Linked DNA regions of Mus musculus: all the other regions are linked to region 6. A link is a contact called in public ChIA-PET and promoter capture Hi-C data. All regions are on one chromosome and are shown on one strand. The core of a region is the stretch at or near the end of the contact, and the rest is flanking DNA. Distances in the headings are between cores, read along the strand shown. Region 1 holds the start of Irf1 (interferon regulatory factor 1). Region 2 holds the start of G3bp1 (GTPase activating protein (SH3 domain) binding protein 1). Region 3 overlaps Gm2a (GM2 ganglioside activator protein). Region 4 holds the start of Sparc (secreted acidic cysteine rich glycoprotein). Region 5 holds the start of Ccdc69 (coiled-coil domain containing 69). Region 6 holds the start of Rapgef6 (Rap guanine nucleotide exchange factor (GEF) 6). Region 7 overlaps Gm12216 (predicted gene 12216).

Region 1 (3,271 bases), core at 38-2,537, 750 kb after region 6:
AGTGATTGGCATGGTGGCTGGAGGGAAAAGACAGAGGCCTGTGTTTGGAGTCTGTTAAACAACCCTGGGCACTGCCCTGCTCCACCCAAGGCCGCTCGCTCAATTACCTTCTCCTGTCCTCACACCCAGGTCATTACCCTCCCCCACTCTCCTGCCATCAGCCAGGTACCCAGGTCATAGATTAGGGACCCTGAAGTAGAATGAAACTCTCCAGCATCATGGGCAAAGCCACCTGCCCATTCTTTTCAGTCTCTCCCAGTCAGTCTCAGGAATAAACAACCAAGCAAGTCTGGATGGATGGATGGTTGCAGGATATATGTGCAAAAAAAAAAAAAAAGCCAAAAGACAGACATCTCAATGACAGAACTTTTCTCTCAAAATTCAATCTTTGGAAGAAGGAAGGGACTACTTTTGCTTGTCACCCCCAGCCCTGCACCTTCCAGGCTGTGCAAGCAAGCAAGTCAACCTCCATCTCGGGCACTTCTACCCACCCACTCCAATCCAGTCTATGTCCCCTCTTGACAGCCAGTGCCCACAACATACAGGCTGGGGCGCAACCCCTTCCGGCCTGGTTTCCCCTGCTGTTAAGAGAAGTGGCGCAAGCAACACCTGTGGCACCTCCTCCCGAAAGCCCAGTAGTTCACGACCCGGTCCAGCCAGTCAAGGCAGCGAGCCAACCTCTGCACCGAACACTGCGCGTCCGAAAGCAAGAGCTGGGAGCCAAGCTGCGACCGCCAAAAGTGCGCGCAGGCGGACATCCGAGTCCCCCGGCGCTGCTCGCGGGTGCGCGCGACGGCCACTCTGGGCTACCAAGAGGCCCCGCAGCGGCTCCGCGCACGCAGACCGCCGAGCGCGGCCAGAGGGCGGTGCACGCCGCGGCCCGCCTCCCGCCCGCTTGCAGCGCCCTCCCGAGCCAGCGCGCCACCGCGACCCAGGGTGTCTCTGGCCCCCACTTCCTGGTGTCCCGTGCGCCTTTTGTTCCACGGCACCCGTCGGTGCCCGCGCAGCTCCGGCGAGCTCACCTTTGCTGCAGGAGCGATTCGCAGAGGGTGCCGGAGAGCGAGGCACGGAGTTGCGGTGTAGGTACGCGATGCGCGCACGAAGCGAAAGATGCCCGAGATGCTGGGGTCCCTCTGGCCACCTCGGCTGACCTCGGCGCAACTCGGCCCGGTTCGGTTCGGTTCGGTTCGGTTCGGTTCGGCTTAGACTGTGAAAGCACGTCCTACCTCGACGAAGGAGTGGTGCGCACTGGCGAGTCCGCGGCGCCGCGAAGAAATCTAAACACTTAGCGGGATTCCCCGGCCCGGACTCGGCCACGCCCCCGCCGCGCCGCTCCTGCGCGCCCATTGGCCCACTCGGCCTCATCATTTCGGGGAAATCAGGCTGTTGTAGAGCTAAGCGGCGAAGGGGAAGTACAAGGCAGCTGTGCTCCCCACCCCCTCGGGCCCGCGCCACCGCCCCGGGGCTACCGCGGGCCCGCCCCTTGCTCCACTCCACTCCCCTGCCCCCTTGCCTGTCTTGGAAAGCCGAGACCGTCCCCCTCTTTCTGCAGACTCCCAGCCTGCTGGCTCCTATGATGGTCTTCCCCTTCTCCACGGGAGACACCTAACTCCCTATGTCTCTAGAACACCTGATTCCCTCTCCAGAAGGGTCCCCGGGACTAAATCACCCTCAAAATCAGTCTGGTAATGAAGTGTCAAGAAGGGAGAGATTATGTCCCTGTACCGCCTTACTTGCCACTTGGCTGCTCTGGGAAATTGAGGCAGAAGGCCTAACTTGGAAATACGGGGCAGTAGGAACTCCCAGCCTGGACTCTGCAGGGCCAGCCGTTGAAGGACTCAAGGACTCCGTAACCATAAAATGTCAATAGCTCACTTGCTAGTCTGAAGTGATGGGGGAACACCTTGTCCTTATGGGGAGAGATGATGTGTTTGCTTACATGGGCACAAGATGCGGGTGTGCTTTCCTGTGCCACACGAGGTTCTAGCTAGCGGTGACCAAGGCGACCCTTATTCCTTGGGACTACCTAACACCAAAGAAGTGGATAAAATTCCGAAGTGGCCGTGGTTCCTTCTATGACACCTACTTCAGCTCTCCATCCTCGACGTAGCCCTAGGGAGAGAGTTCCTCTCTGATAGTCTTGAAGTCATTTCTGAGTCCCCAAAGCCTGGCTCTGGAGAAGTTCTGGGCAGCATAGGGAAATTGTGGCTAAGGGGGGACCCAGGTCCCAAGGGGATGGCAAGGGCAGCGGGTTAACTGGTGTTCACGAGTAAACCTTGCCAGTTTGTTCTTTCTCTTAGCGGCTGGGCTAGTGTATACATGTTCCATCTCCGAACTCTGGCCCCTCAGGCTTCTTCATTCGCTTCCTCGCAGCTTCTGACTCACAAGTACATCAGTCCTCTACCGTGTCATTCTCTTGTGTCACCTTCCTCACCCTAGCTGTCCGTCTAGGACAGCACCCAGTTTGAATGTTGCAAGCTGTAATACACACATCAATGGACGATTGTACCTGTAACGTCACTGCCTCATAGACGAGCTAGGAGATTCAAGGTGGCAGGAGGATTTGGAAGGAGGAATTGAGACTCTAGAATAAATACGGAGGTATTTGAAGTCGCAAATTAAGAGAATCACTAGAGACCAGGGCCTTCTGATCACATGACTCTGAATCTGACACCTGCTCTCTGTGCAACAGATGTATACTTGCTCTGTGGAGACACTCTGACCAGCCAATGGAAAATTCAAAATGAGATTAGGGAGAGAAACTTTGTAACTCTTGAAGCCCACAGAGACCCTACTGAAAGCAACCAGAGACTACAAATTACATCAAAATAACTGTGTGGGTATACATAATGAAAGTCAGCCTGTGTCCTGGAATGTCCATATGCAGCCTTGTTAGTGATGGGTACCTGTTTTCTGTCATAAGGATAAATAAAAATTTACCCGATAGATAAATACCCTGTTGTAGGACATTTAGGTTATTTCCACCTTTTCCCAATAGAGACAACACTGTGAGCAAAGTCTCTACACACACACTAACAGTCTTCTGCTTAGGAGATGTCCCTGTCCCACCCTCACTGCTACGATTTAACAGTGAAACTGACCATTTTCATCTTTTAAATGTTCTATGCGAGGTTTTTCCCACTTTGACTTTAGGGGTTCTCCTTTTTTAAAATTTATTTATTTATTTATTTATTTTTATTTATTTATTTATTTTTGGAAGAGGGTCTTCTGTAGCCTGGGTTAGCCTTAAACAACTCATCTTCCTGCTTCT
Region 2 (3,212 bases), core at 10-2,509, 950 kb before region 6:
ATCGGTGACTGTGACCCACTGCACAATAACTGGACACTGGACACCATCCTCTCCCCAGCAATTTCAGATGTGACTTATTTTTGTGGCTCTGGTGACTGAACCCGGGGCTTCCTGTATTCCATGCCAAGTGCTCCACCTCTGCACTGAAGCCCGGGCCGGTCCTATCCAATTTCAAACTTTAACTTCAACTCTTGTAAGAATTTAAACACTTTGTTTCCTTGGACTTACGACCTTCTCAAACAAAGGTTTTTTTAATCTAAGTTTGTTCTGATTCACAACTAAAACATTCTAAGTTAAAAAGGGGTCTTGAAGAGTCAAGATCTAATGTCAGAGTTTGACTTCCTGTTGGCGGGAATTTCCCGTTACCTCGAGGTGCGTTTCGGACCTGCTGAGAGGCACACTCGATTACATTACACTCACTGTATTTTTCTCTATTTTTCCCAGAAGCTAACTTGGAGGCGCATCTATCTATCTATGTAAGTGCGAAGAAAGCTAAGTCTTCCTTTGTCATTCAAAACCCCACTCCTAATCTCTTCTCTGGAGTCCCCCACTGGCTCGCAGATGCCACCACGGGACTTCTTATACTGGGGTTTGCACCTCAGATTCAAGAGCTCAGTGGCCGATGGTGTCCCACAGCCACGTAGCCTGCACAGATGCCTGTCCTTTCCCTACAGAGGGCCTTGATTCCACCTCGTTCTCCTGTTGACTGGACCTACCTGATTGCACCCAGGTGACCGGGAAGGGCGGGAAAAAAGGGAACTCTCGGCATAGTGCAGGGGGAAACAGTGGGGGGATTGGAGAGATCACGTCTTGGCGTGGCTGTCTCTGCACCACTGAGCCCTTGAACCCGGGGTCGCGCGCCTCCGTTCTGCAACCCTGGGAGGCGCGATCACGCTCTCAGCTTGGGCTCCCCCAACCCCCATCCCCATATCCGAAGGCTTCCTTAGGGTCCAGGCCCAGCTATACCATCCGGAAGAGCCGGCGCGCGCCAGAGAATGCGCGTGGAGCACGCAGGGCCGGCCAGACGCGTGACGCCCGCCGTTGGTGCGGTGGACCACGCGCGGGCCCTAAAGCGCAGGCAGGAGGCCGCGCCGGCCGTTGGTGGGGGTGGGGACGCGCCGCGCGGTCTCCCGGGGCGCCCCGCTCGCGGCCGCAGCTCGGCTCATGCCCGGCCCGCATCCGATCAGCCCCACCCGCGGGCCCAAGTACCTGCGCGGCTGAGCGGGAGGACAGGGCTGCTACGTGGGAGGAGGTGGCGGCGTCCCTCGCGCGATGCCGCGGCACGCGTGCCCGCCGCCCGCTATATAGCCGCGCTCAGCCGAACCTGCTGCTCCCGGTCGCATGCAGGGACCAATGGCCGCCTCGCCACCGCGCCCCTTGGCTATGATTGGACAGCGTCTTTGTCTAGAGGCCGAGCTCCTGAGTGGCTGCCGCATCTGCCTATAACTGAAGGAGCTAGAGCCCAGATGGACACGAAACCTCGCCAATACTCAGATGGTCTATAAAAATGAGGGCGGGATGCACTGAGAGCGACACTCAGACAAGCCAATAGTTGCATGCACCCGTTCTCATTGGCTTACATTTCTTTTTCTGGGCGGAAACCCACTGTCCAGGCAGGAGCGGTTGATCCACAAGGTGGGGCCCGTGTACTTTGGGGAAGTAAACCCCATGCAACTAGGAGGTAGGCGCGGGCGGGGAGCAAGGAAGCCCCCAGCCAATCGCAACACCGAATGGAGCTGATTGACAGGGAGGGATGGCCCTCTCCAAAGGCAGCCCCAGGGCCGCCGTGCCCTCTGGAGCGGTTAAGAGGATGGACTAGCTGCGTCTTCCGTTCCCTTTCCTTTCTCTTCCTCTTAGGTTGAATCCTGTCCTCGAGGACCGGTCTCCCGCCTTCCCAGGCGACTCTGGTACCCGGGATCTAAGTAACAGTTTCCCGGGTTTTGTTTTTTTGGTTTGGTTTTTTTCTCTTCGCATCAAAACTTTTTTTGCATGCATTTCGGAAGAGCAGGAGCTGCTGACCCTTAGCATTACTCAGCACGAATGCAGTGGCGACCGAGGACAGCGAAACTGGCTTGGTCGGCACCCCAGAGCATACCGCGAGGCAGCCTCCCTGGCGTTTGGGAATGCTCTTGTTCCCGGGTGGCTTCCAAGCTGGCGTGCCCGGGTGGCTCCTGGACGTTTTCAGGTTTTCCAATCTTGTGATTGCAGAGACAACATCCCATCTTTGATCACCCTCTGGCTGGCGAAAGTTATAGGATGCGTCACCACCAGCCATTGTCACATGCTTTTCAAACTGAAATGGGAACTTTACCCAACTCCTAGGCAGACACGCCTAAGGTTCCCCCATAAAGGCTCCAGGGTCCAAATAGTAGTACCTCAGTCTGCTGCTGACCCCAACTCGGGGGGGTTTTGTGAGCCTTCTGGCCACCATGAGCATTTTATATTAAGAGCTGTGATCCAAATGCTAAACACAAACTAGACTAGTCTGTGTTCCCTGGAGGCAGGGAGAATTCCAGGCCATCCTGAGCTACACGAGTCCAAGGCCATTCTGAGTGACATGAAATCCTGAAAGCAAGCTAAACTCGCATTAATTTGTTTTGTTTCAGGGCTTTTCGAGGCAAGGTCTCCCCTTGTAGCCTATGCTGAGCTGGATTTACCATACCCTAGGCTGATCTCGAACTCGCCATCCTCCTGCCCTAACCTCTTAAATACCGAAAATACAGGTGTTAAAGTGTTACAGCGAGTTTCCAAAAGGAACACGTGCACAGTTCCCACGTGCAAAGGGAAAGGGCTCGCCCAGCCCAGGCTGGAAGGAAAAGGCAGCCAGGCAGAACCTGGAATCCGGAAGCCAGGAACCAAGAGACAGTGCAGTGCTCCAGCACTGGGTCAGAGCCTATCAACAGGCAGCTAGCATTGAGCCTCCAGTGGGAACCTCCTTCTAGGAACGCTTGGTAGGATTGCTAGCCCAACCAAGGAATGTGGGCTTTAATTTGGAGCTGTAGAGGCTTTGTTGGTTGGGTTTGTTTGTTTGTTTTTTCGAGACAGGGTTTCTCTGTATAGCCCTGGATGTCCTAGAACTCACTTTGTAGACCAGGCTGGCCTCAAACTCAGAAATCTGCCTGCCTCTGCCTCCCGAGTGCAGGGATTAAAGACGTGCACCACCACGCCCGGCTTGTTTGTTTGTTTTTAAAAACAGCCCTGGCTATCCTGGA
Region 3 (3,339 bases), core at 243-2,742, 590 kb before region 6:
CCCGACTTACATAGTATCCCAGATCAGCCAGGGCTATATAGACCCAGTGTTATTTGTTAAAAAAAACAAATAGAAAAAAATCAGTGTGTGTGTGTGTGTACTACAGTGTGAGTTCAAGGCCATCCTGGGTAACTTAGCAAGAGCCTATCTCAAAATAAATGTTTTAAAGTTCTAGGGGAGAGAGAGCAGGGAGATGGTTCAGCGGGTAAAGGGTCTGCTGCAGAACCTGACAACTCAAGACTCAAGTTCAATCTCTAGTACTCACATGGTGGAAGGAGAGAACCCATTTCCAGATGCTGTCCTCTGACCTCCACACAACCCCTATGGCACAGGCATGCACACACACACACACACACACACACACACTAAATTAAAATTTTCTTTTTTAATATTTAGAGGGCTGAGAAGAAGCTTCAATGGGAAAAGCACTTGCCACACAAGCCTGATAACCTGAGTCTAAATCCCCAGTATGACTTAAAGCCAAGCATGACCGCATGAGTCTGTAATCTCCATTCTCCTACAGACAGTCGGGAAGCAGAGACAGAATTCTGGAAGTCCAGGGGCAGCTAGTCTGGCACATGCAGAGCTGAACAACAGAGACTCTGTCACAAACAAGCTGGAACACAAGGACATCCAACACCTGAGGTTGCCCTCTAACCTCCAGACATCCACTGTAGCACATGTGCCCATACTTACCTGCACACATAGCACACAAACACAAAGATTACAAAGACTTTTTTGATTAGTTATCATTCTAAGGCATGGTGGCACATGGCTGTAATCCCAGCACTCAGGAAACTGAAGCAAGAGGATCACAGAGAAAGGGAGAAGGTAAAAGAGAGAGGCCAGCCATGGCCAAGAGGAAAGAAGGGGGAAAGAAGAGAGAAGGCTAGTGAGTAAGAGGGAGAGGAAGAGAGGGGAGGGGGGGGAGGGGAGGGGAGGGGAGGGGAGGGGAGGGGAGGGAGGAGTAAGAGCGAGGTGAGGCCAAGCAGCCCCTCTTATGGTATGCTGTATCTTTACTGTTGCTAGGTAACTGGGGAGGAGTTTAGCCTGAAGGTCAGAAGTTTGGGCTATTGCCTACGTGACTTCTAGCCATGCTTCTCTTGTGGGGGCTGAGGGGGTGGTAACTTCGACAGGAGCCAGGGTTCCAGGAGCATGAGAGAACTTCTTCGGTCTCATGTAGGTGAATTATCACCACCAGGTCCCAGGGTTCAGACCTCAACTTGACTGAAAACCAGACTGTATGTGTATAGCCCAACGCCCCACACCTCAGTGCTGAGAGTACAGTTCTGCATTCCATTCGGACCAATCTCCCTTCAGAGCTTGTGACAGCTGCCTCCTTCCCCCAGAGCCTGGGTGTTGCAAACAGATCTGTGTACTATCTCCTTCCCAGGCTGAAGTGACTTAAGAGCAGGCTCAGCTCTATGGCCTTTCTTCCTCTTGAGAAGGTTCTGTGTGTGTCCTGCGGGTACAGAGAATGAAACAGAAAAGGGGACTGTAGAATGGAGAACTGGGTGCTGTGGGGGAGGGCAGTAAGTTACATGTGATGTGAACACGGAAAGGCACCGAAAGGGAAGGGGCGGGGAAGGGGGAAGAATCAACCAATTGTGTTTGAAGATACAACAAAGTAATGGAATAATTGCAGGAAGAATGTGAAACTCCTCTTTAACCCCAGCACTCTGGAGGCAGAGGCAGGTGGTTTTCTGTGAGTTCATGGCCAGCCTAGTCTACAAAGTAAGTTACAGGACAGCCAGGGCAACACAGAGAAACCCTGTCTTGAAGAGAAAAAGAAGAAAAACAAAAAGTGAATAGTGTGTGCTAAATAAAAATAATTTTTCAATGATATGGGTATCGGAATGGCTCAGTAGGTAAAAGTACTTACCACCCAAACTGGCCTCTGCTTAATTCCCAAGCCACAGTAGGAGAGACTGACTCCCTCCCCAAAGTTATCCTCTGACCACAAATGCACCATGGAACAAGTGCCTGAATACTCTTTCCTCTTTTGCGCACATACACAGTAAATAAATGTAAAAGAAATTAACAGAAACTTTCACAAAACAGTCTCTTTTTATTTTGAAAAACTTCTAAAGCAAGACAGAAATAGCTCAAATGTCACATCACCTGTCATTAATGCTAAGACCCTCCACAGCCACACCCACGTCAACACAGCTGAAATGCTAGTCTAATCCGACATCTGAAATGAGGATCTCAGACAGTGTCTGTATTCTCTCCCGGTATGCATGTGGCTGTTTCTAGATCATTCCTTATTATTCGTGGCCTTGGCAACCTTGAAGAGCTGCTTGGGATTATCTGACCATAGTTATATTGAGATGACATACTAAGAGCATCTCAGAGAAATGGCGCATACCCTTCAGTAACTGCTCATTTTATAGTGTTAGTTTTATAGCCCAGGCTAACTTGAATTTAAAATCTTCATAAGGGCTGGGATTGCAGGTGTGAGCCACCACGCCCTGCTAGGTAAGACTTAAACAGTGCAGATACTTGGTTTTTGTGCTATTTTATGCCCAGCTTAACATCCACATGAGACTCTTGTCAGTGGGTGACATTTACTCCTGAGGCTGCTGGCTTTTTTCTCTATCTTCTTTTCCTTGGGGTTCCACTGTGCACAGTAGACTCTATCCTGGGTTCTTATTTAAAAGACTCAAATGCATTGTCATCTTTTCTGTTACTCAAACTAACCAGGGATTAATCATCAGACACCCCTTCAGGTTGTCTGCTCCATTCCCTTAATGTGGAGGTTCACGCCTTTGATTCCAGCACTCAGGAGCCAGAGGCAGGTGGGTCCCTGAGTTCAGGGTCATCTTGGTCTACACAGTGAGTTCCAGGCCAGTAAGGGCTACACAGTGAGAACCTGTCTCAAAAATTATTTATATATAATGGTGGCACACACACACACAAATAATAAACTAAGCATTAAAAAAAAACCCACCCTCAAGACTGGGCATGGTGACACACACCCTTAACCCTAGTTTTCAGGAGGGTACATGGCAAAGCATAGTAGTATAGCAGGCTGATATATACAGCACTGGGAAACTGGTTTCCATTGTAGGATGATGTATACCGAGTACCATGAGGGATGATATATACAGGGTTGAGAAGCAAGGTATCATGGTGGAATGTATGCAGGCATGCTCACCTCATTGTGGGCAGTAAGCAGAAACAAAGGAATGGTGTGCCAAGACCTTCAAGTGCCCGCTCCCAAAGACCTTATTTCCTTCTTTCTAGGCCTCAAAACACACCATCCTTCTTTGTTCATGGATCTGAGATGTCACCTCAAATCTTACCCACAACCCACAAGAGACAACAAGGCACATTTAA
Region 4 (3,388 bases), core at 389-2,888, 900 kb before region 6:
AAAACCTTTCGGACAGATGCATGAAAGCCCCCATTTTCCTGGGCTGCTTGTCAAGGGAAGGCAGCAGATGGTGCTATACGGTATGGGAGGGAGGGAGATGATGTTGAGGTGTCTACTTCCTGTGAGAGAGGCAAGGAGACTTATATGTTGAGTGGACAAGGAGGGCTTATCTAAGGAGGTGACATTAGAATAGAGTTCTGAAGGATGAGAAAGGTCCAGGCTCAGGAAAGGTCCAGTCCAAACTGCTTTGGCTGGAGAGCAGGAGGAGTGTGGTAGATGAGGGCGTGGCAGGGAAGGCAGGGATCCTGGTGTGTATAAGCTTATCTCTAGACTGTTCTTTTACCTTCTCCAGTCCCCTGTTATCCAAACTCAATGGCTGCTTCGATATCTACGCTTTCAGGAAGTTTCTGCTGATCTGACCCCCTGGGAGAAGCCTTGGGGTCTGCATCACTGAGGAAGTGGTTCTGCACATGAGGTGCATCCCTTTAGCCACACCCCAAACTCCTGCCACCACGTCTATTCTGGTACCTCCCCAGGTAGGCAGGCCCAAAATGTTCAGTCAAGAGCTGCTGCATAGATGAGGAGTGTCCATGTTCCCCAAAGAAGAGTGGGGCTGAAATGTAGACTCAGCGTTCTCAGACCACTTTTGGTCAGGTGTTACTGGGTAAGCTGTTTGCCCTGCGTGAGCCTGTGCCCCTGTTATTAAAATGGCCTCTTGGGACCGGAGAGATGGCTCAGCGGGTAAGAGCACTGACTGCTCTTCCAGAGGTCCTGAGTTCAATTCCCAGCGACCACATGGTGGCACACAACCATCTGTAATGGGGTCCGATGTCCTCTTCTGGTGTGTCTGTCTGGGCTGCAAATGCAGCTTCATTGGTAGCATGCTTGCTTAACAATCATTAACACCCCCCCCTGCCCCCCCCCCGGCCCCGAGGTCAATCCTCAGCACTAAATAAAATAGTCATGGTAGGTAGCACACACATGTAATCCTAGCACCCTGGAAGTAGATAGAAGTAGGAAGATCAATAGTTCAAGGTCATCCTCAGCTACATAGTGAGTGGTCAGCCCAGGCTACGTGCGACCTCTTCCAAAACCAAACAACACCTAAATGAAAGGCCTGTGGCTTCCCCACCAACCCTGCTATTGCTTCTGATCTGACTATCAGTATTATTGCTCTGAGTTTGTCAGGTACTGACAGCGCAAGTCTTCCAGCTTAGTTCTAATCCTTCACGTACCCGTGGTTGGTGCCACTAGACCTAGAGGGGACTTCGCCTCGTTATCAAGGATGATGCCACCAGTATCACCAGTGGCAGCTTGTTTTGTTGGCACTGAGAAAACTGGGTACTTTTGCTCCCCCACTGCCATGCCAGCGTGCACTCTCTGCCTTGCTGTACATTGCTAAGCCCAAGAGAGTGCTCAGGCAAGTTCACTCGCTGGCTGTGTGTAAAGTAGGACAAGGGGCTTAGCCGTGCCTCTGTGACTCTCTCTCTCTCTCTCTTCTCTCGGTTAATGTCTAGGACTCTTCAGTCAGCAGCCTCGGCTCTGAACAAGGCCTGGCCTGTTCTAGGTGATTCCAGCAGCTGTTCCAGCCCTGACCCTCATGTCTGTTTAGGCAGGAGCCCCAGAACAGATGAGACAGGTGGGGCCAGGGTGTCTGGGTAGCACACAGCCTACCACAAGGCAAGGAAGGGAGAAAGAAAAGACAGCTTTGGTTCTGGGGAGAAGGGGGAGGCAGGCCAGGGGAAGGAGGAGACAGAGGAGGAGGAGGGCCTTTGAGTGGAGGCGGAGGGTGAGACAGACCCTGCCCAGAGCTCCAAGAGGCTTCCTGCTGCTCGCCTCTAAACCCCTCCACATTCCTGCAGCCCTTCAGACCGCCAGAACTCTTCTGCCGCCTGCCTGCCTGCCTGCCTGCCTGCCTGCCTGTGCCGAGGTATGCACCTCCCTGTCAGCCCCTGCCCTTCTGTAAGCTTCATCATCTCCTCTCTGCCCCATCCCCATGACCAGTCTCAGGGGGAGGTGAGCTGGAAACCTGTTGCTCACTCACAGGGGAACTTGTTGTCTCTGTAGCACTGCAGAAAATAGCCATGGTTTGCGGGGACCGCTTTCTCTGTGTTCTCTGGTGGCAGAGGCTACTGGTCTGTCCTCTGTCACCCTCGGAGGCAGCTGCCTCCTTTTCTGAGAATCCGATCCTCATTTGCCCATCATGACTGCCAACCCAGAGAAAATCTGGCTGGCAGCCTGTTGGGTCTGGCTTCCTATTCTGGGAGAACAGACATCCAGTTCTGGGTCAGAGCACTGTTGTCCAAATGGGACTTTGCAAGAAGGATAAACAGATCTGTAAACAGCCAAGGCAAGACATTCCCTTTAGTCAGTTCCTCTGGGAAGGCTCTGGTCCCTTCAATCTCTGTCCACCCCCACCCCATCACCCCGTGGCATTTCAGTCAGTCTGAAATGCCATTGTCTCTCCCAGCCTGGGGTTGCCATTGTTCCCAGCCTAATTCTGAGAGGTGGTCATCACTGGCATTAACATTGCTTCTACCGTATCTAGACATCTGAGAAAGCCAACAATTTGATACAATCCAGAGACGACAGGGAGGAGGGTGTGATGGGGAGGAGGGAGACAGAGAGATATAGCTCCAGGACACTTTTCTTGCTACTACTGAATCTATCCAAGACTCAGCCTGTTGAAAGCTTGTCTGCTCCAAGCTGTTCTGTAAACTTCCTGTGACTCCTAGAATGGCTGGAAATAAGCCTCACCTAAGGGGGACAAACAGGTATCAGGCATCTGCCTCAGGGACAGACAGCACACCTGCAGGGAGGGAGTGTCTCCACTGACAACTCTTTTAAGTTTCTAGAACCTTCCTAGTGTAGGGAGTGGAGTGAGATGCGGACCCTACATGAGGTAACAAGCTTTAGGCAATTTGTGGGCGATCTCACATAGCCATCTCCCCTGAGTGTAGCCTTCCTGTCCTAAGGAAGAGGGATAGCTTTTGGGGTACCCGAATTCCCCTAAGACTTCCCAAGCAGGGTCACTTAATTGAGCCTATAAAGTGGTCTACGAATAAGCAACTTCAAAGAGTCTCTGGAATTAGTGTGTGTATGTGAGTGCGCGTGCATGAGTGTTTCTGTTTGTGTTTAAGAGATGATGGGTGTCCACAGCTTTTAGGTTTAAGATATTCCCAAACAGATGCAGACCCCCAGAATGGTGTGACGGTGTAAGGTGTAATTCGGAAATAGAAACAAATTTGTATTTGCCAAGGATTAAACCTGAAAGAAGTGGTTGAGGGAAGAGTTAACTCTGGTTAACTTAGCCATCGGCTGCCACATCGACAGAGCGGCACTGAGGGAGGGGGAGGGGGTGGGGTGGCTCTGGGAGAAGGAGTCAGCT
Region 5 (3,508 bases), core at 526-3,025, 560 kb before region 6:
CGCTCCAGTGCCTTTAAATGCTCCCTGCCATGATAATGGACTAAGCTCCTGAAACTGTAAGAAGCCCACCCCACCCCACCCCCCAGTTAAATGCTTTCTGTTTTTAAGAGTTGCCTTACTCATAGTGCCTCTTCATAACAATAAAACAGTGACTAAGACACAGGGTTTCATTATGTAGTCCAGGCTTGCCTGGAACTCACAGTGACCCCCTGCTTCAGCTTTCTTGCTGTTTGAACTACAAATATAAGCCCTCATGCCCAGCTCAATATTGTTTTCTGCTCTTTGGAGGGTCATTGCCTTGAATGTGTTATTCATTGCACTGGGTCTCTTTCTTCAATACAACTTTCAGAGAGTTTGTGACCCTGACACGGATTTTCTAACCTGTGCCCAGTACTCTGGAGCGCTGACTTTCAAAGCTGTTATCGCCTTCCCACGTGCAGCTCCCAGTGAGCACTCCAAGAAGATAGAAAGGAGTCTCTTGTCCTAGATTCTGACCCTATTGTCCCCATTCCCACTGCATCTGGCAAGCTTGCAGTGTCTGTCCTGAGGAGAGAAGACTATGTCACACAGATCTTGTGAGCTGGGGAAAGCTATTGGCCCAGCCTTGTGGAAAGCTTACAATGAAAGTGGGTGTCATTTATTTGCAGGGGTGTTACAAAAGCCAGGTTTGGGGGAGCATTTGACCTGGGCTCTGGGCCTTGCTACCAGCATTGTCCCTCTCTGAAGTATACTTTTATTTCATTTATTCATTTGTTTATTGAAGAGGGGAGAGTGAGTGTGTGTGCACACATGTGTGCACATGGCCTACATATGGAGATCAGAGGACAAATTTCAGGAGTTGGCTCTCTTTTTCCTGGGAATTGAATTTAGGTCATCAGCTTAGTAGCAAGCACCTTTACTCACTGAGATAATTTTAATTCATTTTCTTTTGAGACAAGGGCTCACTCTGTAGCCTAGACTGACCTCCAACTTGTGGTTGTCCTTTTGCCTCAGGCTCCTGGAACTGCAAATTGATTGGCCTTTTCAGCTCAGGAAATGTAGATTTAGTTATGAATGGGTAATGCAGTGTGTGAGCCTTGGCATGCATGTTCCTTTTCTCCTTCCACCAAGTGGGGCCTGGGGATGGAGCTCAAGTCGGCATCACAGGCAACTGCCTTTCCCACTGAGCCTGCAGCTGGCTTGTTCTTTTGGTTGCTTGCTTGGTTAGTTTTGTTTTTGAGATAAGCTCTTACTTACTCTGTAGCCTCTTCCTGAAACTCCAGCCTCAGCCTCCTAAGTGCTGGGTCTATAGGCACTCACCCTCAGTGCCTTCAGAGGTTAAAAGGCCCATGTGCTGGAGCCGGACAGGCATCTTTGAGCCACCCGATGTGGGTGTCTGGAGTTGAACCATAGTTCCCTGGAAGGGCAGAAAAATACTCTTAACTGCTAAGATCTCTCTCCAACCCCGTTCCCTTTGTATGACAGGTTATCATGTAGCCCTGCCTGGTCTTAAACCCCCTATATATATCAGACTGTCCTCGAACTTGTGATCCTCCTGCCTCCACCTCCTCAGAACTGGGATTACAGACGTGTGCCACAACGCCTGGTTTAATTGTTTTCGTTCTTTTCCCTCTCAGCTCTTTCTCATCAGAGGGTCCTGAGAACCATCTGTGGCTCCTGGGGATCTCTCCTGCCCCGGCCTCAGGTACTTCTGGCGTGGAGCGCCGCTGGCACCTGCCCTGGCCCGGCCCCGGCTCGGCCGGGGCCCCGCGCAGGCCCTGCTCTTCCGGCATTTAAGGCGCGCAGCCGGCGCGGCTGCAGCTCCGGGCGGTTGAGAGTCACAGCCAGCGGGACGCGCGAAGCAGGATGGGCTGCAGGCAAAGCCGGCACAGCCGCGGCAAGCGCGCAGAGAAGGTACCGGGAGCCCGCACACGGAGGTCTGCTTGGGGGGCGCTCAGAGGGACAGCAGAGGACACCAGATGGACAGCAGTGGGGGGGGCAGTCATGGAGATTGGGGTGCGGGGGTGGGGGTGCTCTGTCTCCGCCCGACCCGGCAATCAGAAGCCGAGTTAACACACTCAGTCCCAGACAAACTGCAGCTGACCCTGCTGTCCCCGCGGGGAGGTGACTGGTGTGTCCGTGGCAGGTGGCCTTCAGTGTGGGGCTGTCACTGTGTAGTAGAGGACAGAGTTCTTAACCTCTCTGCGCCTTGAGCTAAGGTCTAAGGCCGGCAATCTCTGATAGGTCCACAGCCGGACAGCACCAGCATCACCTGAGACCTGTTGGAAACCTCAACTCCCTGGTCTGCCCAAGGGCTGCTAGACACAGGCTGCCTCTTAACGAGTTTCGCCTGGGATCACTGCACCCTTTAGAGCCTAGGAAGCGGGTCAGGGCTTCCTGCGGGAACTGAGCGGTGCGTGGGCTGCCCTTAGGGTAGCTGGGAGGAGCCAAAGTGGGAGTTGATTTGTAGTCTCCTGCAGCTCTCTCCTCCTTCCTGTCCCTCCCGCCCCAGAGCCCTGAAGCTGGGTTAGAGCCCAAGAGACTGACTCAGGTTTCTGCCCCTTGAGGTCTGAGAAACGTCAGGAGGTCAGAGCCTAGATTCAGGGCCAAATCCACTGAGGACAGCCGGGGGCCCAGAGAAGGAAACAGGCACTCTAGAGTCCTAGTCGTTTTTTCCTGTCTGCCAGTCTCTCCACCCCTTGTGGGGATGGACAGCCCGTGAACTTCATCAGTCCCCACTGTGAAAATGATTAATTTTGCAAGGAACTTCAGCTCATTAGTCTTCCTGTTACCTCTGTTTATCTACCCCTAACTTTGTCAATGTGTGTGTGTGTGTGTGTGTGTGTGTGTGTGTGTTCTCTGAACCCTCCCCTGCACTTGGACTAACTTTTCATTGTTTTATTTTTCTCCCCATCCCCACTTTTGGAGACAGGGTCTGGTGTAGCCCAGGCTGTCCTAAACTTAATGTGTAGCCAAAGCTGGCCTTGCACTGCTAATTCACCTGCCTCTCCAATGCTGGGATTACCAGCCTCCCCACCACAGCAGGCTGGATGTTTTTGTTCAGATTTTTTAGACAAGCTCTCAATATGTAGCCTAGATTGGCCCCAAACTTTCAATTTTACTTAGCCTCCCTAATGTTGAAATTATAGGCCTGGGCTACCATACCTGGCTTCTAAGGGCTTCTTGATAACTGCAAAGCCCTTCACCTTTGCTGCCTCAAAGGGCCTCCATGTCTGCCTTGGGCCTGTGCAGCTTCGTTGGGTTCTTTTGCTCACGGTGCCTGTGAGCTGGATAGTGGGCTGCTTTTTGGCTAAGTTCCCACCTGTTCCTAACCCTCCTGGTTGGTGCTTTTTGCTTAATTTCCAATGCGGGTGTCAAGTCGTGAGCACCCGGTATATCTACACAGTCTGCCAATACCCCTGGGAGATAGAACTCTAGAATAGAGGTTCAGGAGGTCACAAGAGTCAGACCACAATAATGACACTCCCTAAATATTTTCACTTCCTGTTCTGTGCCAGGAAGGTCCTGG
Region 6 (3,239 bases), core at 474-2,973:
TGTGAGCTACACAGGGATACCCAGTTTCGTTCAACAAGCAAGTCAAGTTACCTAGGAAATAGCTTATTTTCCCTTTCCCCAATTCTCCTTATCCTATTATTGGAAATAGCCATTATTAGCTAGCATGTTGCATATTTATCACCTACCTTCTCAATTCCTTAATCCATCAGGATGTAAGAACTATAGGGACCTGTCTATTGTGCCCACTAAAATTTTCTAATGTACAAAATAGAGCCTTGAACAGGTTGGCAATGAATAATTACCAAATTAATATATTTATAACAGACTCTTAGGAGTCCACTACGAGAATCTTTTGACAGCAGAAACGAACTTGTGAGAATTTCATAGAACTCTTTGTCAAAATAAAGCATCACTAGCACTCTGGATAATGATTTATTAGTAACCTAAATTCTACACTCATTCAAAAATACAGCCAATGAATCCAAGCAGTTAATATTCCCTTCAACAATGTTGCTATTCCAGTAACACAAGATAAAAGTCCTCAACACAGCACACATGACCAAGCATAAGTTCCCCAACAGTTGAGAAAACGTCCTCTACTTAAAAAGACTCAATTTCAAACTAAGTAATTCGGTACCTGAAGAGAAACAAGGTTTTCCTTCATTACCTAAATAATGTTCGTAAATAAAACTTAAAATGCACATTACAATGGTAATCACCACAGAAAAGCTGATTCATAAATTATAAGTAGGAAAAAGTAGCCCCTGGAAAGGGGTGGGCAGGTGCCTTGTTACTATGCAAAGATCAAGGTTTCAGGAAGCAAGCTGGACACATCACAACTTCAATAATGGCTGTAACAAAGTCATGTCCCAGAGTGTTACCCAAAGTTTGAGACTTTCTATGCAAAGAACTCTAAGTATGAAACTCCCGTGACTAAAAATTAAAACATTTCATTTCAGTTACTGCAACTTCAAACAAGACGACTCATTGCATTTACATTGCTGTTGGGTTTTCCTTTTTTTTTTTTTTAATTTTGGTATAATACACATAGCCACTAAGATTATAGAAACGTCTTCAAACCAAGAAAACTTAACAAATAATCTTAAACTTCCCACGGAAAGTTTGAAAAAGCACCAGGGAACCACTCGACACGCATCACCCGCCACGGGACTTACTACTATCTGGCTGACGCAGAGTCTGATACGGACATTGGAAACCTGTCTTCTGGGGGCAATTGTGCAGTATCTGAGATGAACGCACAGCACACACTGGCTATGGTATGAACTGTCTCTTACACATCATTATTCCCAGCTTGTTTTTCAGCCCACCTGAGCACACACAAACTCAGAAGCCAGTCAACAGTAACGGTGCTTTCTTATCACAAGTACAAGGAAGTCCCCGGCAGGAAGCGGCAGGAAAGGTGCTCATCACCCTGCGCGGCTACGGCCAGGTCGGGGCCGAGCAGTGCTCGCCAGTGCCCGGCCTTACCTCAGGAGTCCGCTCGGGCGGCTTCTTCCTCAGTGCCTGCCGAGCGCCGGGGTCCACGGGCGAGTTCATGTCCGCAGCCACAGGCTCCCTAGCCTGCGTCTAGCTGCCCATTCTCCAGCTCCGGGTGTACGCCAGCCCCACCGGGAGGGAAATGAGAACTGTCGCAGGGTCCAAACTCAAGCAAACAAGTCTTCGCAACGCCCGCCCAGGGCCTCAGCCCACGCGCGACTGGCCAGAAAGACGCCTGCGCGGGGGCGAGACTGGCCGAGAACGCATGCGCATGCGCACGACGCGCACACTAACGCCCGCCTGGCCGTGACGTAGAGAGATGGGCGTGGAGGGGGCGGAGAATGAGCGGCTTGGCTTTTCTTCGCGAGACTCCGCCTCGGTTACAGGATTGTAGTTTCCGCATACCCAGCTTCCGGTTGAGGTTCCGGAAATGCTACGAGGGCGTCGCCAAAAATAGACTATCGGGTAGAGCTGTGGGTAAGATGCTTTGGTTTAGCGCTCGAGTCCGGAAACCGCGGGGCTCTTATGGCCCCGCGGAAATCGAGGCTGCCATTCAGCAAGCGGGGAAGCCCACGCACCGCTCCGCAAGCCACGGATCTCGGGGCAGTACTCGCGCACCTAGCCCACCGCAACCTTGTGGCGTATTCTACGCGACTTTAAAAAACAAAAACAAACCACGAAATCGATAGTGAAAGCTGCCTCAAAAAAAAAAAAAAAAAGAAGAAGAAAAAAAAAGAGAGAAAGAAAAAAGCGTTTTGAAGACTAGAGCTATAGTTCAGAGTAGCCTGCTGGTCTAGCGTGCACCAGATTGTCTTGGCTTCTGTGTGCAGAATTTTAGGATTTTCCTTTAAAGGGTTTAATGACCAAAAAGCCTCAGGTGGACTAAGGAACTCCTGATTCGAAAGTTGACAGATAACACCTGTGGGCTGTCAGAATCCTTGCCTTCTGAGAAGATCAGCATGCCAACTTGGTATTTATTTAGCACTTTGAGACTGTAGGGGAACCGACCCGCAGGTGAAATCTTATATCCCAGAGGTTTTTTCCCGTCCTATAGAACTTCAGGCCCTCTGCACCACCTGTGCAGCTTCCACTCCCGTGGAGAAACTGGTGTCACTTGTTCTGATTAAAGGACAGAACTTCTGTGGAGGTAGATCTGCCCTTTTATTTCCACTTGCCTCCATCCTAATCTAACAACCTTGACTAAAATCTGGGCAGTGAGAGTGAGTGGGTGGGGGCTGCTTTAACCTAAGCAGTGCTCAGAGCAAACCTCTCCACTCCGTTTTGTATTGAATTTTACATTCTAGTCTCTAACAAAATAAAGACAGCTTCAGTTTTGTTACTTGTCCTTTGGAACAAGAAAAGCTGCAAAAACTGATTGTTATTATTCCTGTTATGATAAAAGTAACCCTAGGTTTATTTTGGCCCCCAGATTGAGCCAGAAGTAACAGGAGCTGTCAATCAATGGACATGAGTGCTGGGAACTTAACTCAGGCCCTCTCCGAGGGCACTGCTTGCTCATAAACCACAGAGACATCTCTGCAGCCTATTGTTTAGGTTTTTTTTTTTTTAATGTTTCTATTGTGTGTGGCATGTACCTCTGTGCTCATGGAAACATCTTATAGGAGAGTGTTTTTTCTTTCACTATCTGGGTCCCGAGGAATGAAACCCAGATTATCTTGGTAGCAAGTGCCTTTTCCTGCCATGCCATGGCGACAGGGGTGTTAAGTAGCTGTTCATTTTGTCCACAGTCAGGTAATAGCACATGATGAATCCTCTTGCTT
Region 7 (3,242 bases), core at 229-2,728, 670 kb after region 6:
CCATGCCTACTTGAAACTTAGCTTTGAGGGCACTGGAGACAGAAGGATCCCTGAGCTTCGCAGCTCCAGTTTCAGGCAGATACTCTGCCTCAAAGGAATAGACAGAAAATGATAAAGGTGGGTCCCTAGTCCCCTCTTCTGGCCTCTGCGTGCACCCCATCACATGAACATGCAGAGATAGGCAAATCTAAAAATTAAAAAGTGTGATAGCAAGCCCCTCTAATCCCCCAGCTTGGGAGGCAGAAGCAGGAAGATCAAGATCATGCTTGGTTACTTGAGTTTGAAGCCAGCCTGAGAAACATGAGACCTTGTTTCAAGAACCAGTGTGATGGAGATATGGCTCAGGAGTTACGGCTCCTCTTCTAGAGGTTCAATTCCCAGCACCCATATGGTAGCAAACCACTGTCTGTAGCTCTAGTTCCAGGGGATCAGTGTCTTCCTTTGGCCTCCATGGGCACTGTATACATGTGCTATACAGACCTACATGTAGGCAAACATCCATACATACATGTAAAATTTAAAAACAAACAACAACAAAAACTTGAGAGTTTGAGGGATGGCTCAGTGGTTAAGAGCACTGGCTGTTCTTCAGAGGAGCCAGGCTCAATTCCCAGTACCCACATGGTGGCTCATGGTTCCATCACTCCTGTTCCAGGGGCTCTAGTGCTTTGTTTTCTGGCCTCCACCTGCACCAGGCATACACATACCATTTGCAAACAAACCATTTTTATATATTAACACACATACATACATAGACACACACACACACAGAGTGAACTTTCCCCTGCCCCTAAGTCTGCCAGATTTGCCATCTGCAGGCAGGCCTTGGTCTCTTTATGCTCTTAGAATCCAGTTAGGCCCCTGTGACCCTGCATGCAGCAAGGGGACTGGAGCAGGGGGCACATTGCAGGGAAGCAGCCTTCCTAATCATCTCCCAGTCTTTTCCGGGTACTAGAGCTGGCTCTTCACTGAAGCGAAGGCTGCTCTCTGACACACAGCCTCATCATCTCCCACTGCTGCTATCCAGGTCTTAGGACCTGAGTTCGATCGCACATAAGAGAGAGAAGCAAATTCCACAAATTGTCCTCTGTCATTTGCTCATGCACACACCACTCGGTGGCTTAAAATAACACAGTCATTATTTAAGGGTTCTGGAAGAGTCTGGCAGTATCGAATTCTTTCAGGAACCCCTAAGGAGGAACTGTGATTAATACATTCACCTGAATGCTCTCTCCTTCTCAAGACACTCACTCACATCTGCATCACCCCCTTGTCTGTGTGCAGGAGCATATGACAGTCTCAGGAATTCAGACATCCACATCATTGGAGAGATGATTGCCTTTCAACTCACTACCTAGCATAATCTTTTAAAAACACACATCTGAGCACATTATTCCTCTCTGCCCAGGACCCTGAGAGTTGCTGTGGTTCACAGAGGATACGACTGTTTGGCATCAAGTGCACTGAAAGGCTGGCCACGCCCCTTCTTAGCCGCCTGCTGCCTCCACACCGCTTCCTGTCTGTGACCTAACCTGTACACAGAGCATGCTCCCTACTGCAGGTCTCCACCCCACCCAAGATGTCCTCACTCTACAGAGAGTAGCAAATATTCCTGTGGTAACACTCTAGGCGGCAGGGACCACAGTTACTATGTAAAGACTCCATAGGAGCTAAGAGCCTGGCTAAAGCTTGCCTATGATTGTATCCCTAGCAGGTGCCCGACATGCAGTTGCAAGCAAAACCTGACATGGTCAGGGAGCTCTTGAAGACAAAGGAATATACACGAGATTTGTTTGTTGATCTCGTTTTCTACCGCCTATACTTTGCTCGTGCTCAGCATGTGTGTCTGTGAGTGTGCATGTGCACATGTGTATTATGGATGTGTGTGTGTGTGTGTGTGTGTGTGTGTGTGCATATACAAGGCATGGTGAATGTGTGAAGATCAAAGGACAAGTTCAGCCTATGGTCCTCACCTTCCACTTTGCTGGAAGCAGAGTCTGGGTTGGTTGCCTCTGTGCTGTGCCCTCCTGGCTAAGTGGCCTGTGAGCTTCTGGTGATTCTCCTGTCTCATCTCCTGCTTCCCCATAGGAGCGTTTGGAGTATAGATGCATGCACCACTGCACCTGGCTTTACATGAGTTCTGGGGAATCGAACTCAGGTCTTGATGCTTGCTTGTTTGCTTGCTTGCTTGCTTGCTTGCTTGCTTGCTTGCTTGCTCCTGTGCAGGTACTTACCCACTGAGCCATTGTGTAGCTCCTGCTCCGCATTTACCATCTTTCCTGTGTTACCTCTAGTAGTAGAGTGGAAGCCCTGAGAGGAGAAATTTATCTTGTGTGTATGCATCTCTCACCCCAAATACCAGGGCGGTGCTGTATTCGTGAAGATGTGGGAACAGCCTCCAGGGTACTCAGCATCTCCAGGTTTCCATTTCTCACCAACCTCTTTGAAATCAGCTGATATCCCCATTCTTCATTTTAATCACCCAGCCTAATTTTGACATTAGGCTGACTGGTGGAGACCTTTTAAAAAACATTCACCTGTTGCTCTGAGGATTCAATAAATGAATAAAAGCCAAGCATGTGGTCTACAGCTGCGTGTGGGTTAGCTGCTGTCATTAAGAAATGTCTGTGGGTTGGTGTGTTAATCTTAGCTCTTGGAGGGCTAAGGCAGGTAGATCTCTGAGTTGGAGGCCAGCCTGGTCTATACAGTGAGTTCTGTGATAGCCAGGCTATGTAGAAAGACTTATCTTGGGGTTAGGGGGAGAAAAATAAAAGAAAGAAAAATTGGATGGGACTGGCAAGCTTGCTCAGTGGGGTAAAGGCACTTCTCTTCTACCCTGATAATCTGAGTTCAATCCCCAAGACCCACAGAGTAGAAGGAAAGACCAAATTCCTGAAAGTTGTCCTCTGACTTCCACACACACGCTGTAGAGCATACATGCCAACACACACACTCCCCTCCCAAGTCGACGAATACATACATGTAATATTTTTTTAATGTTTATACTTGCCAGATGTTGCGGCACTTACCCCCAGTCTCAGCACTTCGTAGGATGAGGCAGGGGGATCACAGGTTTCAGGCCAGCTTTGATATCAAGGTCTAAAAAATAAAATTTAAACAGCAGCTAGGTGTGGTGGCCTGTGCCTTTTAATCTCTGGAGGCAGAGACATCCAGATCTCTGTGGGTTTGAGGCCAGCCTGGTCCACAAAGCAAGTTCCAGGCCAACCAGCGCTACACAGCCC

Evidence for each region. Promoter capture Hi-C pulls out the DNA fragments that hold promoters and counts their contacts. ChIA-PET counts read pairs in DNA pulled down with a chosen protein or histone mark. Capture Hi-C pulls out chosen DNA fragments and counts their contacts.
Region 1: a contact with region 6 is called in an RNA polymerase II ChIA-PET map of memory CD8 T cells, with 42 read pairs. The contact joins the promoter of Irf1 here to the promoter of Rapgef6 in region 6. A contact is called at or near these places in 1 of 39 promoter capture datasets (pre-B cells), 8 of 115 datasets of contacts at active chromatin or transcription factors (astrocytes, bone marrow-derived dendritic cells, effector CD8 T cells and 5 more) and 2 of 9 other capture datasets (adipose tissue and liver).
Region 2: a contact with region 6 is called in a promoter capture Hi-C map of liver, with 4 times the contacts expected there. The contact joins the promoter of G3bp1 here to the promoter of Rapgef6 in region 6. A contact is called at or near these places in 2 of 39 promoter capture datasets (liver and pre-B cells), 2 of 484 Hi-C or Micro-C datasets (embryonic stem cells and uterus), 2 of 115 datasets of contacts at active chromatin or transcription factors (astrocytes and memory CD8 T cells) and 1 of 9 other capture datasets (liver).
Region 3: a promoter capture Hi-C map of neutrophils shows a contact between it and region 6, with 3 times the contacts expected there. The contact joins the enhancer-like site here to the promoter of Rapgef6 in region 6. A contact is called at or near these places in 2 of 39 promoter capture datasets (neutrophils and pre-B cells), 2 of 115 datasets of contacts at active chromatin or transcription factors (large pre-B cells and memory CD8 T cells) and 1 of 9 other capture datasets (liver).
Region 4: a contact with region 6 is called in a promoter capture Hi-C map of stem cell-derived epiblast-like cells, with 2.9 times the contacts expected there. The contact joins the promoter of Sparc here to the promoter of Rapgef6 in region 6. A contact is called at or near these places in 3 of 39 promoter capture datasets (cranial neural crest, hippocampal neurons and stem cell-derived epiblast-like cells) and 1 of 115 datasets of contacts at active chromatin or transcription factors (pancreatic cancer cells).
Region 5: a contact with region 6 is called in an RNA polymerase II ChIA-PET map of memory CD8 T cells, with 63 read pairs. The contact joins the promoter of Ccdc69 here to the promoter of Rapgef6 in region 6. A contact is called at or near these places in 6 of 39 promoter capture datasets (the C10 cell line, the HPC-7 cell line, liver and 1 more) and 3 of 115 datasets of contacts at active chromatin or transcription factors (memory CD8 T cells, pro-B cells and regulatory T cells).
Region 7: a contact with region 6 is called in a promoter capture Hi-C map of hematopoietic stem and progenitor cells, with 2.8 times the contacts expected there. The contact joins the enhancer-like site here to the promoter of Rapgef6 in region 6. A contact is called at or near these places in 6 of 39 promoter capture datasets (cranial neural crest, hematopoietic stem and progenitor cells, hippocampal neurons and 2 more) and 1 of 115 datasets of contacts at active chromatin or transcription factors (memory CD8 T cells).

What each region holds. Positions count from the first base shown.
Region 1 is chr11:53,768,030-53,771,300 of GRCm38.p6, reverse strand. It overlaps Irf1 (interferon regulatory factor 1), which reads right to left and starts at 1,287. Exons shown (of 10, transcript NM_008390.2): 1 at 1,023-1,287; 2 at 1-17. The coding sequence starts at 12.
Region 2 is chr11:55,467,799-55,471,010 of GRCm38.p6, reverse strand. G3bp1 (GTPase activating protein (SH3 domain) binding protein 1) reads right to left here and starts at 1,259. Exons shown (of 12, transcript NM_013716.2): 1 at 1,210-1,259.
Region 3 is chr11:55,111,739-55,115,077 of GRCm38.p6, reverse strand. Gm2a (GM2 ganglioside activator protein) reads right to left here. Exons shown (of 4, transcript NM_010299.3): 4 at 2,049-3,339. Among named protein-coding and RNA genes, the nearest start is that of Gm2a, 15 kb to the right of the region's middle. Within about 2 kb of position 1,492, at least 123 of the 459 cell types and tissues checked have an H3K27ac peak or open chromatin away from gene starts, as enhancers often do. A contact at or near this core is called in neutrophils, where this site is marked.
Region 4 is chr11:55,418,330-55,421,717 of GRCm38.p6, reverse strand. It overlaps Sparc (secreted acidic cysteine rich glycoprotein), which reads left to right and starts at 1,638. Exons shown (of 10, transcript NM_009242.5): 1 at 1,638-1,930.
Region 5 is chr11:55,076,398-55,079,905 of GRCm38.p6, reverse strand. Ccdc69 (coiled-coil domain containing 69) reads left to right here and starts at 1,775. Exons shown (of 7, transcript NM_177471.4): 1 at 1,775-1,893. The coding sequence starts at 1,846.
Region 6 is chr11:54,521,329-54,524,567 of GRCm38.p6, reverse strand. Rapgef6 (Rap guanine nucleotide exchange factor (GEF) 6) reads right to left here and starts at 1,723. Exons shown (of 29, transcript NM_001252494.1): 1 at 1,450-1,723. The coding sequence starts at 1,518.
Region 7 is chr11:53,850,272-53,853,513 of GRCm38.p6, reverse strand. All of the region lies in intron 1 of Gm12216 (predicted gene 12216), which reads left to right. Among named protein-coding and RNA genes, the nearest start is that of Gm12216, 7.4 kb to the left of the region's middle. Within about 2 kb of position 1,478, at least 106 of the 459 cell types and tissues checked have an H3K27ac peak or open chromatin away from gene starts, as enhancers often do. A contact at or near this core is called in hematopoietic stem and progenitor cells and memory CD8 T cells, where this site is marked.